5 separate regions of the Mus musculus genome follow, and regions 1, 2, 3 and 5 are each linked to region 4. A link is a contact called in public HiChIP or PLAC-seq and promoter capture Hi-C data. All regions are on one chromosome and are shown on one strand. The core of a region is the stretch at or near the end of the contact, and the rest is flanking DNA. Distances in the headings are between cores, read along the strand shown.

Region 1 (2,700 bases), core at 128-2,627, 290 kb before region 4:
CTCTGGGAAAGGGAGGGAGTCTGTTCTCGGGCAACAGCTCTCACAGCGTTGCCTTTGAGGAAAGGGTAACTGATTGCCCACAAACCCGGGGTAGCAGCCTCCCCCACCTGAAGTCTGGAAGGTTTGTCCTATCATTCACAGGCTCAGACAGGAAGTCCCCACCCCCAGCCCAGTCAGCTACTTCCACCTCAGTTCTCAGTTTCTGGCTCCCACCCACTGCCGCAGCCTGGAATTATCAGTGGGGTGTTCTGCCTCATACCCACCTGGCTCTTGTGTTTCTGGGGAGGACTGTACATGATGTCAGCATTCTGTAAGAAATCTGAGAGCAACACACAGCTGCTCTCTGGCCAGTTCAGTCAGGGACCCAAGGGGGTCTGGTGGCAAGCACAAACACCTCAAGGGGAAATCTCCAGGACAGAGGAAGGCCACTGAGAGACCCTTAGAGCAAACTCACCATCAAGTTCCCTTAGGAGTCAACTAACGTCTAATGAAATATGACATACAAGGGGGGATGGATAGGATATTCTAGAAATGGCTGTGAGTGGCTTAGATGTGGGGTGTGTTATTTCACTTTTCCTATCACTGAGACCAAATCCCTCTAAAGACCCTTTGAGGGAGTAGGATTTATCCTGGCTGGTGGTTTTAGAGGGTTCAGCCCATGGTTACTCTTCCCCATGAGTATGGGGAGAGCATCATCCTGGTGTCAGGAGTCTGTGAAAGGGGCTGCTACTCACCCCTTTGCCAACAGGAGGCAGGAAGGGGGTTGGTAAAGACACCAGAGAGAATATAGTCCCTAGAACCCACACCCAGGGACCTTCATCCAGCTAGATGCCACCTCCTTAAGTTTCCTCTAAAATTAGTGCTACCAGCTTGGGATGAGGTATTCAAAACATGAGCATAAGAGGTAAGTTTCATATTCAAACTCTAACATGAAGTGCTCCTCCAAAGGCTTCATCCCCAGGTGAGAGTGCTGCTGGGAATTGAAGGGATCATAAAGACTCGGGCTTCATCAATGATCTGATTCAGTGAGGACTCTGACTTCAACCTTACCAATGAATTACCCTACTAATGAGTTCATAACCTAAAGGGACTAGAAGGAGAGAGGGTTTGGTTGGAAGAGGTGAGTCACCAGGGGCATGTCTTTGAAAGGTCTATCTTGCCCCTGTTTCTGCTTCTTGGTTTCCCTGGGGTGAGCAGCATCCACCACACAGCTCCTCCCTCCATGGTTATGTTCTGCCTTATCACAGGTCCATAGCAATGGGGCCCACAAAACCTCTGAAGCCACAAACCCAAATCCTCCTTTTAAGGTATAGACATCAAGGATCCTGTCACAGTGCTGAAAGGCTGACTAATACATGAGTCCACTTCTGAGCCATTAACCCTGCTCCCTCAGAGCCAGTGCATGGGTGCTACCACCCACCCCTGGCATCTCAGGCACATCCCTGTTTCATTCTGACAGGACATGGTTCTTTCTTGAGGTGTCAGCTTCACGTTTGGACACTCTGGAGAGCCATATGCCTGAAGGGCTTTGTCTGAATCCTCACAGGTTGGATAGCATGCAGCTCCCTCAGTACGAATCTGTGCTGAGATGGAACCACATCTCTGAGCCCCAGGACATGTAGCTTTTGGAAACACAAAGAGGAGAATTATATATTGGGAGGGACCTGAAGTGCACTGGATCCTGATTCTACCCCTCTTTTCTATCCTTTTGTTTGTCTGTCTGACTTCCTGATTTCTGACACTGGGTGTGTTTTGGGTCCAGGACCTGGCTCCATACCAGGGCCTATTCTGTTTGATTCCTTGATTTTCTGTAATTTCTGCAATGAACTGCCACATTCTTGTTGGCTTAAAGTAACAAAGAGACTAGAAGTCTGAAATAAGTGGCAACCCACGATACAGACAGGCTTCCATCCCTCTGGACACTGCAGAGGAGAAGCCTCCCCCTCCTTCTCCAGCTTCTGGTGTTGACTTGGGCTTGGCTCACTTCCATCACTGCCTCCAGGGTCATGTGAGCTTCTCCCCATGTATGTCACATCTCCCGGTGCTCCTTTCATAAGGATGTGTATGACCATGTCTGAGCTCACCTGGATATTCCTGACCACCCTCCCCTGTTTCCAGCTAACATTTAGGGAGTTAGGGAAATAACATTTAGGGAGGAAAGCCACAGAGAAGATCATAATGCTAGCTCACCAGTTCCAGCTGTGGCATGGATGTCTGTGGAGATGGGAATTTATTATCTATCTTCCACCCCCAGATCTGAAGCTGACCCTTTGCATTCCTACTGAAATGCAGATAATTCCTAAGCCTTCCAGACACCAAGGTCAACCAAAAAGGCAGCATCCGGTCCTACTGCAGACCATGTCTTCTGCCTACATGTCAAGCTGCACGTGTCACCCAGCCCAGAGTACAAATGTCAGAGTATCACCGGAAGCCCTGGCAAGATGCTGCTTTCAGAGGAGGTTCTGATCATCTCCATGCTTTCCTGTATCTGAAAGCCTCTCACCATGTGTGTTACATTGCTAATGCAAAGGTACAGCAAAGACTCGAGGGAAAGAGAAAGAAACAAATAAAAACTATAACTCATTCCTAGTGCAGAGTCTGCTGCGCATAGGGAAGGCAATAGGAGTCACGCATTTGTGTCTCCAGATGGTGTCAAATGTACACAGGGAAGATGCATCTCCCTGGAGCAAGAGGTCTCAG
Region 2 (2,700 bases), core at 131-2,630, 440 kb after region 4:
CCCCCAGCCACCATCCAGAGCTCTAGGGTCCACGAAAAAATAGTGCTAGGGACCTGCAGGGCCTGGCCATTAGGGTTGTCATTCAAGTCATCTGTTGGAGAGTGGGGAGGGCATACCTGGGGGGCATCCTGAGCTGTCTCCACCTTATCTGATACCCAGGGAGGAAGCAAACTTAAGGATGGCAGCCACCATTCACAGGTCCCTGGTAAGTGTTGGTCACCAAGGCCTCCACACACTCTGAGCCCGGCGAGCTGCAGTCAGGCTGCCTAAGGATGTAGACACCAAATCCGGCCCCTCAGCAGGCACCCGGTTTAGTTCAGCCTCTGGGATCTCCTCTAGGTCAGAACACAGGTCGTCCCCGGGACCTGGGGGACTGGACAATGGGGATTCTGGGGACCCTCCTGGAGGCCAGCTGCTCCTCCCAGAGCCTCCAGGCAGCCCAGCTAGGGAGTCCCCCAGCAGATCCTGAAAGCTGCTACCCTCACGCAGCGGCATGGATTCTAGCAGGTGGTTCAGGAGTTCAGCTGAGACAGTGGCATCGATGGCTTGGCACGTGGACACGAACGTGTGCACCTCATGCATGCACTGGATGTAGCCAGCAGCGAAGCGCTCGCTTGCTTCAGCCTGCAGCTGCTCCCGCTCTGTGCAGGAGGGTGGGAAGAAGAGAGCAGCGTCCCGCACCGTGAGCAGTGACTATCGTGGCTCGGACGATCCGCTCCGCGGGTTCGGGGCTCACCCAGGAGACACAGTAGCGTGTCCCGTTCTGGGGGAAGCCCTTGCCATGGATAGGACCGGGGCTCCGGGAGCCGACGTGTCCCGCTGTTGGGTGGCAGGCGTGCCCGGTCAGCGCCCCCGCCCTCGATCCCCGCCGCCACTCACCGCGCGCCCGGCCTCGCAGCGCGCCCTGCACGCGCCTCACGGTCAGCTCCAGAACCTCGGCGTTCTCTAGCTTGGCCTGCACCTGCGCAGAGGGGAAGGGAGTTGAGTCCGGCCGTGCGCTTCGGGGTGCACCCTGAAGGTCCCCCTCCCCCCTGCACCTTTCCCGTCGCACCTCGGTACCGGCCAGCAGCAGCCGCAGCTCCTGAAGACTCTCGTTGATCCGTGCGCGTCGCTTCTTCTCCACCAGGGGCTTCCGGGCCTGTGGGAAGCGGCTACTGAGCCCCCTGGCCCGCGCAACCTCCCCCAAGCCCATCCACCCGTAGCCCCTGTCCGCACCTTGCGGTCCCCCCGTGCTTCCCAGCGGTCCTCATCCTCCTGGCCTGCACGGTCCCGGCTGGGCGCCTGGGACGGAGCCATGGTCTACGGAGCCCGGCGCCCTAGTGCAAACTACTCAGCGAGGTGGGTCGCAGCCCGGAGGCCCCACTAGCTCTCCGGAGTCTTCCGGCCCGCGGGACCCCGCCCATTTTATAGCAACTTATTTACATGTCAATGCACCGATTGGCTGTGCGTGGTCGGAGAGGCCAGCCGTGAGGCAGCCTGTAGCCAATGAGAGCGGCGCGCTTTGTCAGGCCCCGCGGGTCTCTGGCAGCTGGCGGGGCGGAGCCCACAGCCAGACCTCCTGCCACTTAGGCCGGGCAGGACTCCTGGGCAGTGACCTCCGGCTTCTCTCTTGCTGGTGTGCTTGTACTTCCTTTCGCTGAGTTATGAGGCCAGACCTGCCTGCCTGTAAGCTCGGACTTAGCTATACATCCTTCGGTCCGTATATCTATCCATGCCGCCCTTCCACCCACCTCTTCACCCATCCATTCCTACAGGGCATTTGCTTCCCTTGGTTCACCAAAAGTGCTCTCGAGAATAGCGCTCCAGTCCCAGAGCTGACTTCAGACAGGGCAGTGCCAAAGTCAAGTCCGTGACCTCGGGACCTGGAAGGGGCTTCGGGTCACCGGTGGCGAGAGTGCAAAGTCCGGGGAAAGTACGAGCCAATTTAGCAGCAGGAACAGGACCCTTGTGTGTCCTTTTGGACCCATTAAGACACCTATAACCTTCTTACTCCAAGGTCCGCGGTCGTTCTTACTAAATCTCTATTTCTCTGTGCTCTAAGTCACTTACCCAACCACTACCTTGTCTATTTTAACCCCACCCCAACTGCCCCCAGTCAAGCTTCTCCTTCCTTGTTCATCACCCCGTACCCGCCTAAGCGCCTCTCATTTCCCTCTAGTTCCTCCGCATCCTCTTTGCGGTGGTCTCACACATCCCTGTTCCCCAACCCCTCTCCACGCTCACCTCCCTTCCCCGCGAGTCCCCTTAGAGTCCCCCATCCCCACTACCCCCAGTCCCTCTCAGCTCCTCCCCCTTCTATTCTTGGTTCCTGCAGGCCGAGGCTGCTGTCTGGCCCCAGTAACTTGATGCCCGTGACAGTTGGCAGCTGCAGCCGCTTCCGCAGAGAAAAGCGGCAGGCCGGCCAGGAGCGACAGGTGTTGGCCGCGCCTTTGTCTAGCTGGCTTTGTCCTGCAGGCTGCAACAGGCACGCCTGTGTCGGCCAGACGCCCAAGCCCCGCGTCGTCGGCGGTCCATCTGCCGGCCCTGCCTCGCCGCGGGAGGGGTGTGTGTGTGTGTGTGTGTGTGTGTGTGTGTGTGTGTGCGCGCGCGCGCGCCCCCTCGGAACCCCTGGCTCTGCTCCAGCGTTCTTGGATTTCGGCTGCTGCTTTAGAGCCAGGACAAGGAGCCAGCTCCTAATCAGCCTTTACATACTCCATCCTT
Region 3 (2,700 bases), core at 178-2,677, 350 kb after region 4:
CCCCGTGCTTCCCCTGTGCACCTACAGACACACCCTTCTCCAGTGCAGCCCTGCCTCTGCCCTCAGCCAGCCACTGCCCACCTGCCTCCCTGGCCTGATGGTCCGCAGATGTCCCATGCCTTGTCCCCGGAAGTCGAAGCTTACCCTGCCTTCTACTCAGGGATCCACCTCCAGCGTGGTACCGGGAGGCTGGTGCCTGAGCTCAGTCTTTGCCAAAGTGGGAAATCTGATCATTTCTCGCTCAGATTCCATTTTAATTTTATTTTGCAAAAGGCTGTGCCATCTTAAGGATGTGTGGCACACATCGCACCAAGGTTTATATAGGAATGTCTTCCTGGAGGCTGCTTTTTGGGTCTGTGGACCAAAGGATGACGCAACCCGTGAAAACAGTTGTCAGAAATTAAATGAACTAATGAAACATGTCTGCACCTGCTGAAGTGGCCTGGGCTTTCTCTGGCGGTGGTGGGAGAATCTCTGTCTTGCTGCTCGCAGGGATGTACACTTGTCTATCTGAGCTGAAGGGGAGGAGGTTTCTGATGTACCTTGTGAAATGACACTGCAGCCCCGGGGCTTGAAAGGGACTTCTGGTAGCCTGAGGTTGGTCTCTGATCAGCAGCTTCCTATAGCACCATGGTGACCCCACATTAGTCCTGACTTCCCCAGCCAAGGACCATGGATGGTCCAGACTCCCAAGAGTGCTGTGGCCAGAGGGGGCAATGTGGGCCTGTGAGGTCATCCCCTCAGCCTTACCTTAATCCAGCAGCCAAGGCAAGCTCCTCCAGTGTCGGTGCTGAGAACAGCCAAGGACTGGATTTCAGATACAAGCCAGCCAGGCACAGTTGCACACACCTTTAATTCCAGCAATGGGTGGATAGAGACGGGTGGATCACTGTTCTCTGTGAGTTCCAGACCACTACTTAGTGAGACCCTGTCTCAAGTAAACACACACACACACACACACACACAGAATGTGTATGTCTGTGTCTTGGGTGCCTTGGGTGATGGCATTTAGACTCTAAGGCTATCGCAGTGGGTCTCCTGGGTAGCCTGCTAGTCTATCACTGAAGTGTTTCCTGGGGCAGGTTTCTGAGCCTGAGCTGACTATAGCTGTGAGCACCGCTCGCTGGCTGGCTGGCTGGCTGGCAGGCTGGAGACCCATCCCAGGCCAGGAGCCCTGCTGAGGGGTGCTCTCACTTCACTCTGTAGATGGTAGGGCTCCAGCCGCTGAGTGGAATCTGCCAGCCTGACTTGCATACCCTTCCCCCAGGCCCGCACTCTTCATGCTTGGAAGGGCCAGGCACCCAGCCCGAGTTGCTTGGGCCAGGCTTTGAGGGCCAGTCTCCAGAGCCTGCCCCCCTCTTGCTGCCTCCCATCTGCCCCGGGAGCTGCTTATCAGGTAACCAGAGCCTTCAGCAGCGTCCACGCCTGAAACAGGAAGCCGTGCCGGGCCTGTACACAAGCCACTACTGAGAGTCAGACTTGAGGATGGAGGCGCAGCAGGCACTGGTGGCCTCCAAGGATGGGGATATGGCCACCTTGGAACGGCTATTTGAGGCTGGTGCCCTAAGACCAGACATCACTGATGATCTGGGGGCTGGCCTGGTGCATCATGCCACCCGGGCTGGTCACCTGGACTGTGTCAAGTTCCTGGTACAGAGAGCCAAGCTGCCAGGCAACCAGCAGGCACACAACGGGGCCACACCAGTGCACGATGCAGCAGCCACGGGCAACCTGGCAGAGCTGTGCTGGCTGGTCCGTGATGCGGGCTGCGGGCTGCAGGTAAGCTAGAACAGGACGGCTCTGTGCCTGTTTGTGAGGTGAGGTGAGTCCAGAAAGTCCGATCCCTAGAAGGCCCTGAGCTCTCAGTCAGAGATGTGTGCCTCTGCCTCTCCCAACCCATCCCTTCCCCCCTAAAAAACGCATAAAGCCCTTAAACACCAGCCACAACCTCAGATGTATCCAGCACTGGCACAGAAAAGTCACTGGGGTTTTTCCACACCTCCCTCAGCAAGGAGCACCCAGGGCTGCCAACGATGGCCTTGCCTGTGTTCAGGATCTCATCTCTGATCAGACCTGATCACCAGACCTGATCAAAGGGTCGAGGAGTGGATTTAAAAAGTGGCTTTGGGTACGCAGGATCTTGTACCCCTAGGGACACAGACTGTGGTAGTGAGAAGGCTCTCGAGTATGGCGACCATCTTGCTAGAACATTTCTATCAGAGCTACCAGCCTCCTACTTGCTTGCATGCCTAGACCTGCTTGGTACAGGCAAGGGACTTAGAGTTGTTAGCCGTGGCTGCCTTCTTGAGAGCTCGAAACAATCAACAGAGTTGGATAGAGATGGAGACACCTCCACGTGGCATAGAGCAGTGTGGTTCAGCCTCCACAGCATTGTTCACGGATCTATCCAATGACCCCGAGGGTAAAGGGCAGACAGACACTGAACTGTCTCTAGATTCACATTGGATCATAGCACCCTCAGGGAATGGCCAGGTCTACTGGATGCTTGACACCTTGAAGAGAAATGCCTTGGGGACCATCAGGGAGAGGGGAGAAGCCCAGAGGTCTAGAGGCTGGTGCCCTGGAACAGCCATGGTGGGAATCACTGTGCTATTAGAATTCTTTCTGAGCATGTGCAGAACGTACAGGGACTCAGCTGATGAGGATGGTAAGCAGCTGGGGTGGGGTGGGGTCCAGCTT
Region 4 (2,829 bases), core at 56-2,555:
GGTCATAGCATCAAACACAGTGTCCACGTGCCTGCGTCAGATTTCTACAATTATCTCGCTTTGATAGTTCATTCCCCTATCACTGAATTTTTTTCCTGCTATTAATTATTTTTCTCTGTAATAGATAAGACCACGGCAGATGTGCTCGTGTTGCTTTCTGAGTGACTGTGTGTTGCAAGTTTCCAATAGCAGCCAGGCAGAAGCCTCGACTTGGAGGGAAAGTTGGAGATGTGGTACCTGCCCCCTCTTCTAGAATTTGGATCTTTCTGAAGGCAGTGGTTGCAATTGGGAGTCTCTTCCCATCCTGACTGGGTCCTTCTTCAGCAGTCACAAGCCTGCCTCTCTTCCACCTAAGAAAACACATTCAGGGAAGGAGGAAACCCCAGGAAGCTGCACCCCTTCCTCTTCACCCAGATCCTCCAAGCTGTCCATTCCAGACACCGAACTTCAGAACAACATGGCATTTGACAGCAAGCTGCAGAAGAGAGTTTTTGGAAGAGTCTGCCAAGCTCTCTGCTATTGCTGGAGCCTCTGCAGCCATCTGAAAAGGCTTCCTTACAAGGCACCCACTCACTCACACTCGCCTTTTATGTTCAAAACCCTTAACTGGAACTTTCTGCAAGGAAAATTCAATGTGACCCAAACAAGAACACTATAGGTGCTGAACAAACTCAAGGCGTCTACTGTTTCAGATTCGCCTCTGATTCAGGTCCTGAGAACACAGGGACACACATCTGTATGCACACACACTCACAGCAGACACACACACACACACACATGCTCACAGCACACACACACATACACACACACACACATACACACACACTCACACATGCTCACAGCACACACACACACACACACACACACACACACACACACACACACGCAGCACAACACAATCTAAAAAGGACTCACCTGTTCACTTTAGAAGAGTGCTACAGACCACCATCCCACAGGGCCGCAGGCACCCCTCTCTTCCCCTGGCTGTGCTTCCCCTGGGTGCTGTATGACTCGTCAGGGTCCTGCCAGGGGCGGGGTGGGCAGAGCAGTGCACACTGACTACCAGCAGCCGAGCAAATGAAGTGAGCAGGCCCCCTGCTCCCACCAAGGCCCCAGCCGGCAGGACTCTTCCTGTAAACTCCGGTGCAAAGTCCCCACATGATCATGTGATCAGCTGGGTCAGAGTAAGCTAGAAGTCACACTTGGTGGCTCTCTGCCTCCTCACCGAGCTGCAGCCCTGAATTTCAGCCCTTTCCAGGTCTCACCTGTACCAGAAAGCATCACAGACTTAGAGAACAGCTCTTCTGTTACAGGAGCGAGCGAGCTCACTTCTTAATTTATGTAAACATCTCCAGTTTGAGGCCGCATGCCAGATGGGCAGGGCCGGGGCCAGAGCCTGGGATGGGTGTGCCTTGGAGCAGGTAATTGCCTGGGCAGGGCTGGAGGATCCCCAGAAGGAGAAACTCTAGGCTGAAGAAAGATGGAAATCAGTTCTCCTGTGCTCAGCCACAAGTCCCAGGCAATCGCGTGTTCTCTCTGTGCTCACAACTCACCTGGATTACCAGCTTGTGTTCCCAATGGGGAACTCAGCACCGTTTAAGTGGGGGAGGGGGCAGCTGTCGTGGATTCCCAAGAGGCTTTCCAATGCACCCTGAAGAACCTGTTTCTCTGCAGAGGCCACTGGCCTTCTTCTTGTCACCCTGTCCTCCAGGACGCACACCCTGTCCACACGTCTGGGTGCCCCCACAGCCTTGAAGACCAAGAACCTCATTCTGTTTCTGAACAGGACCCTGATTCCCTGTGCCTAGATTGGCATCCAAGGTGTGGCACCCAGCACCGCTTCTATCCTCCTTGTAGTGGGTAGAGATGTGTGGGCGTGGCCTTTTCGGTTTACACTGGAAATGGTACTGGTACAAAGGTCTCCGGAGTTCAAGGGGACACTGAGATGGGTTGTTGCGGGGGGGGGGGGTTATCAAAGGGGTTTATAAAGAGTTATTAACCCCATGGACAGACAGACAACAGCTCGGGAGCTGTAAGGAGAGGTCAAGTCTCAGAGCTGCAGGGTAACAGGTAGCTCAGTTCGACTGTTGAACATCAGACTGTTGAAACAGCGAGCCCAAAGGAGTGGGCATTCTCCTAGCAATCTTGTACTGGGGAGTACACTGCCTGGGAAGAGATTGCATGCATTTCTAACAGCTTGTCGGACTACCTTACAATGAGACTGAAGTTCTCATGTTGTTATAATGACGGATCCGTGGTGGGCGGGACCACACGTTGTCTGAGACTGATCAGAATAGAGGTGCTTATCCTTGGCCCTCTATTTAAACTCTAATCTCGATTCAGTACCCTGAAGACAGACTTGTGGGTGGCTGGACCTGCCCTTGCAACACATGCACAAGGAGCAATGGAAAGAGCTTTATATGTGCCGAATGTATTAAGTCAACTTACATAAAAACAGTAACAAACGCTGAATCCCACTGAAAGAGTGAGACTCTAGAAGCCGTTTGGTCTGTGAGGCTGGCTGCCTCACCAGTGAGATACAATCCCACTGTAACTGTCTCCCTCTAGAGGGGCAAACAACCCAGTATTTGCTCAGTTCATGAGGCTGGGGACCTCTGCAGTCTCAGGGGAATTGGGGGGTGTTGCAAAACTAGTTGGTTTCTGGAGAACTGTTGGTGTCTAGTCCACATCAGAAGGCTGGAAACACTGGTTCTGACATCAGTGGAGGAATAGCTGCAAGGAGAGGAATCAACTCAGAGGCAAGAGGGAGTTGAGCAAAAGGCCAAAAATCTTCCTACTGCTGTGCCCTTTATATATGGGCTGTGCAGA
Region 5 (2,700 bases), core at 183-2,682, 500 kb after region 4:
ACACTGCGATGTAATATGAGAGAGGCTACTTTGTGAAGAAAAGAAGCTTATGTAACCCACAGATTTGAAGACCGAAAGTCCAAGATCAGGTGGCCCTCGGATTATGGCTTTGGTGAAAACCTCGTATTGGATGGCACTGTAGCAGAAGCACACCCACGAAGGAGGGATTACATCACTAGGAATAAAGACAGGGAGATGATAAAAGGCCCTTACTCCAGAAATAACCAAATATGTTTCATGCCCTCTACCTTGATCCTCAGCAGCCTCAATGATCTAAGGACCTTCCCCTGTCCCCACCTCTTAAAAGGTGCACAGCACGTCCCAATGTCACCACACTGAGGACCAGGCTCCCTAGACATGGAACTTTGAGGGACGAGTCACATTGTAAGACACAAAGCATATCCAAGCTCACCTGTCCCTGTGAGACCATAATCACCAGAGATCATTAAACTATGGCTTGGCAGTCAAATCTGGCTCGAGGCCAGCTTTGGCATAGCCTGCGAGTTAAAGGGAAAGGGGAGAGGGAAGAAAGCCCCAGGATGCTATTGTGACTCTGCCAAGAGAGCCTATTAGCTGAGACTGTTTACTATCTGACCCTTTGCAGGAAAGGTTTTCTGATCCCTGCTAATAACCTAGTCATTGGTAGCACTGCAGTTACTAGACATTTTACCTCTAGACGGCTGTAATGGGGTGGGGCAAAGAGGGAACAAGGCACTGGGCAATGCTTGGTGAGAGCGGTGGCAATGGCAATGACAGTGAAGAAGGTGGCTTGTGTTTGATTCTGGACCTGGACAAATGGGAAAGGAAAGGGCTTAGGACAGTTAATCTCCCATTTAAGACAAATTTTGAAAACCTTAGGGCTCTAAGGCAGCTTAGGAAATTTTAATCTCCTATAGTACTAGGTAGATTATTGAAAAATCAGACCTAGAACTAGGGGCCTGGGATCAGAGACCCAAATCCCAGCCTTGACAGACACCCAGTGTTCAAATGTGACCCTGACCCTGTGATATAGACCTTGTAGGTAGGTGGGCTAAGAATCTTACCCCTTCAAGTCTCCTCAATGCAGCAGGAGCCATTACTTCCCCAGAGGATTCTGCTCTTGCCTGATCCTTCCTGTGGGTCAGGTGCCTGCAGGGTGGTATTTGGCTTAAGCCTCTAACCTTCCCTCACCTCTCAGGTTACAGGCCTCCAGCTAGGGGCAGTTCAGAGCCTGCCAGAGCCTAAGCCCACTCTGGCAGGAGCTAGTCCAGTAGCCACAGAGCTGCAGAGCTGGCTGGGAGGCCTGCAGGCACTTGTAGGATAATGGATCTTCACTGAGCCATGGGGGATGGAGAGCAGGGCTCAACTTGCATTCCTTTCAGCTCTCCTCTGTGATGTGGAGTGTGCCTTCTGCAGTGTCTGGCAGAGGCACCAGGAACTAATTCCACTCGATTCTGATAGTGACTCCAACAGAGTGGTAGTGAATGTTTAACAACCTGGTTTGCTAAAGAGGGGGGTGGGGGAGCAGAAAAAGGAAGCCAAAGTTTTACAGCATGTACCTATTTCTATGATGAAAGAGAGAGAGAGAGAGAGAGAGAGAGAGAGAGAGAGAGAGAGAGAGGAAGGAAGGAAGGAAGGAAGGAAGGAAGGAAGGAAGGAAGGAAGACCCACAGTGGCCATGTCTCAGCTGCCACCATGACCCATTAGCAAAGTGGTGACAATCAAGGCCATATAGATGGAGAGGCACTCAGTCTCCAGCCCTGGCTCAGATCTGCGTGGCTACCAGAACATGTCCCCAGCAAATAAGAGTTGTCTCTGTTCAGTTGCAGTGAGAAACCAGCTTTCTTGGATTCATTAGCTAGAAAGCAATCTTCCCAACTTCTGTAAAGAAGACTGAAAGTGGGACCCTTGTCATGAAATACTCTCAATCAAGTGCTCCTCACCAGTCACCTCTCAAGGTCATGGAGACCTTGTGCCCCTTGGACTCAGATTTCTCTGGAGCGCAGGTGCAACAACAGAATGAGAGCTTTGGATGTGTTGCAGTGACAAGGAGTGGACACCACTTCTACTCTTGGAGAACACAATATGTTCTCTCAAGGCAACGGAGGCTGAGGGAGACCCTGTCGCAGGGCAGTGGTAATTGGCGGCAGGGAGTGGGGTGAGGCGGGGGAGTGGAGGTTGACAGAAGTCATTGGGTGTTTCCTTTATCCACTTCCCACCCTTCTGATGCACTAGCTGACCACTCAGAGTCACAAGCCTGGTCCAACCTGGCCATTCTGGCCTCAGATGGTTGACCTTGGGGTCAAAGATCAGGAGTCTTGGAATGTCTTGTTCTGTTCTCCGTCCCAGGAGCCAAGGAAGCAAAGCTTGCCATGGAAGGCCTCCATCTGAAACACCTACCTTGAAGGCTATATTGGGCTGAGAAACCCAGGTTTGCAAGCTATTCTTCTAAAACGAGTTCACTTTAACAGCAAGGTGTGTACGTCACCTGTCTCTGTGTAGCATATACTTAAAAAGCAAAGCAGAAAGAGAAACCCCAATTTTACATCCTTCCTCTGTGAAATATAAGGAAACATGATTTCTTCTTTACATTTTCTAAATTTTTATGTAGGGCCCGTGAGATGGTTCAGTGGGGAAATGCATGTACCATCAAACCTAACTGCCTGAGTTCCACCCCAGGACCCACATGATGGAAGAAAAGTTGATTCCCAAAGGATAGTC

The links. Promoter capture Hi-C pulls out the DNA fragments that hold promoters and counts their contacts. HiChIP or PLAC-seq counts read pairs in DNA pulled down with a chosen protein or histone mark.
Region 1: a contact with region 4 is called in a FOXA1 HiChIP or PLAC-seq map of pancreatic cancer cells. The contact joins the enhancer-like site here to the promoter of Rab17 in region 4. A contact is called at or near these places in 4 of 39 promoter capture datasets (the C10 cell line, cranial neural crest, embryonic stem cells and 1 more), 1 of 15 datasets of contacts at CTCF or cohesin (the NIH/3T3 cell line), 1 of 484 Hi-C or Micro-C datasets (the G1E-ER4 cell line), 2 of 115 datasets of contacts at active chromatin or transcription factors (embryonic fibroblasts and pancreatic cancer cells) and 4 of 9 other capture datasets (adipose tissue, embryonic stem cells, liver and 1 more).
Region 2: a promoter capture Hi-C map of neural stem cells shows a contact between it and region 4. The contact joins the promoter of Hes6 here to the promoter of Rab17 in region 4. A contact is called at or near these places in 10 of 39 promoter capture datasets (the 3T3-L1 cell line, the C10 cell line, the HPC-7 cell line and 5 more), 2 of 15 datasets of contacts at CTCF or cohesin (embryonic stem cells and large pre-B cells), 1 of 484 Hi-C or Micro-C datasets (muscle stem cells), 4 of 115 datasets of contacts at active chromatin or transcription factors (extraembryonic endoderm stem cells, large pre-B cells, pro-B cells and 1 more) and 1 of 9 other capture datasets (liver).
Region 3: a promoter capture Hi-C map of trophoblast stem cells shows a contact between it and region 4, with 4 times the contacts expected there. The contact joins the promoter of Espnl here to the promoter of Rab17 in region 4. A contact is called at or near these places in 21 of 39 promoter capture datasets (the 3T3-L1 cell line, 3T3-L1-derived adipocytes, the C10 cell line and 15 more), 2 of 15 datasets of contacts at CTCF or cohesin (the NIH/3T3 cell line and large pre-B cells), 4 of 484 Hi-C or Micro-C datasets (bone marrow-derived macrophages, liver and nephron progenitors), 4 of 115 datasets of contacts at active chromatin or transcription factors (the HPC-7 cell line, embryonic basal ganglia, pancreatic cancer cells and 1 more) and 5 of 9 other capture datasets (adipose tissue, embryonic stem cells, liver and 2 more).
Region 5: a promoter capture Hi-C map of neutrophils shows a contact between it and region 4, with 3 times the contacts expected there. The contact joins the enhancer-like site here to the promoter of Rab17 in region 4. A contact is called at or near these places in 14 of 39 promoter capture datasets (the 3T3-L1 cell line, 3T3-L1-derived adipocytes, the C10 cell line and 9 more), 1 of 15 datasets of contacts at CTCF or cohesin (embryonic stem cells) and 2 of 115 datasets of contacts at active chromatin or transcription factors (the NIH/3T3 cell line and pancreatic cancer cells).

What each region holds. Positions count from the first base shown.
Region 1 is chr1:90,676,639-90,679,338 of GRCm38.p6, forward strand. Gm9991 (a long non-coding RNA gene) reads left to right here. Exons shown (of 3, transcript XR_878398.1): 3 at 2,255-2,700. Among named protein-coding and RNA genes, the nearest start is that of Gm9991, 3.5 kb to the left of the region's middle. Within about 2 kb of position 1,378, at least 26 of the 459 cell types and tissues checked have an H3K27ac peak or open chromatin away from gene starts, as enhancers often do. A contact at or near this core is called in embryonic fibroblasts, pancreatic cancer cells and pancreatic islet, where this site is marked.
Region 2 is chr1:91,411,842-91,414,541 of GRCm38.p6, forward strand. It overlaps Hes6 (hairy and enhancer of split 6), which reads right to left and starts at 1,381. Exons shown (of 4, transcript NM_019479.3): 1 at 1,216-1,381; 2 at 1,052-1,138; 3 at 880-961; 4 at 1-641. The coding sequence starts at 1,296. The coding sequence ends at 217.
Region 3 is chr1:91,320,648-91,323,347 of GRCm38.p6, forward strand. Espnl (espin-like) reads left to right here and starts at 1,428. Exons shown (of 9, transcript NM_001033292.3): 1 at 1,428-1,779. The coding sequence starts at 1,486. Scly (selenocysteine lyase) reads left to right here. Exons shown (of 12, transcript NM_016717.3): 12 at 1-433.
Region 4 is chr1:90,968,315-90,971,143 of GRCm38.p6, forward strand. It overlaps Rab17 (RAB17, member RAS oncogene family), which reads right to left and starts at 1,306. Exons shown (of 6, transcript NM_008998.4): 1 at 916-1,306.
Region 5 is chr1:91,464,134-91,466,833 of GRCm38.p6, forward strand. No RefSeq gene overlaps it. Among named protein-coding and RNA genes, the nearest start is that of Per2, 6.2 kb to the left of the region's middle. Within about 2 kb of position 1,433, at least 47 of the 459 cell types and tissues checked have an H3K27ac peak or open chromatin away from gene starts, as enhancers often do.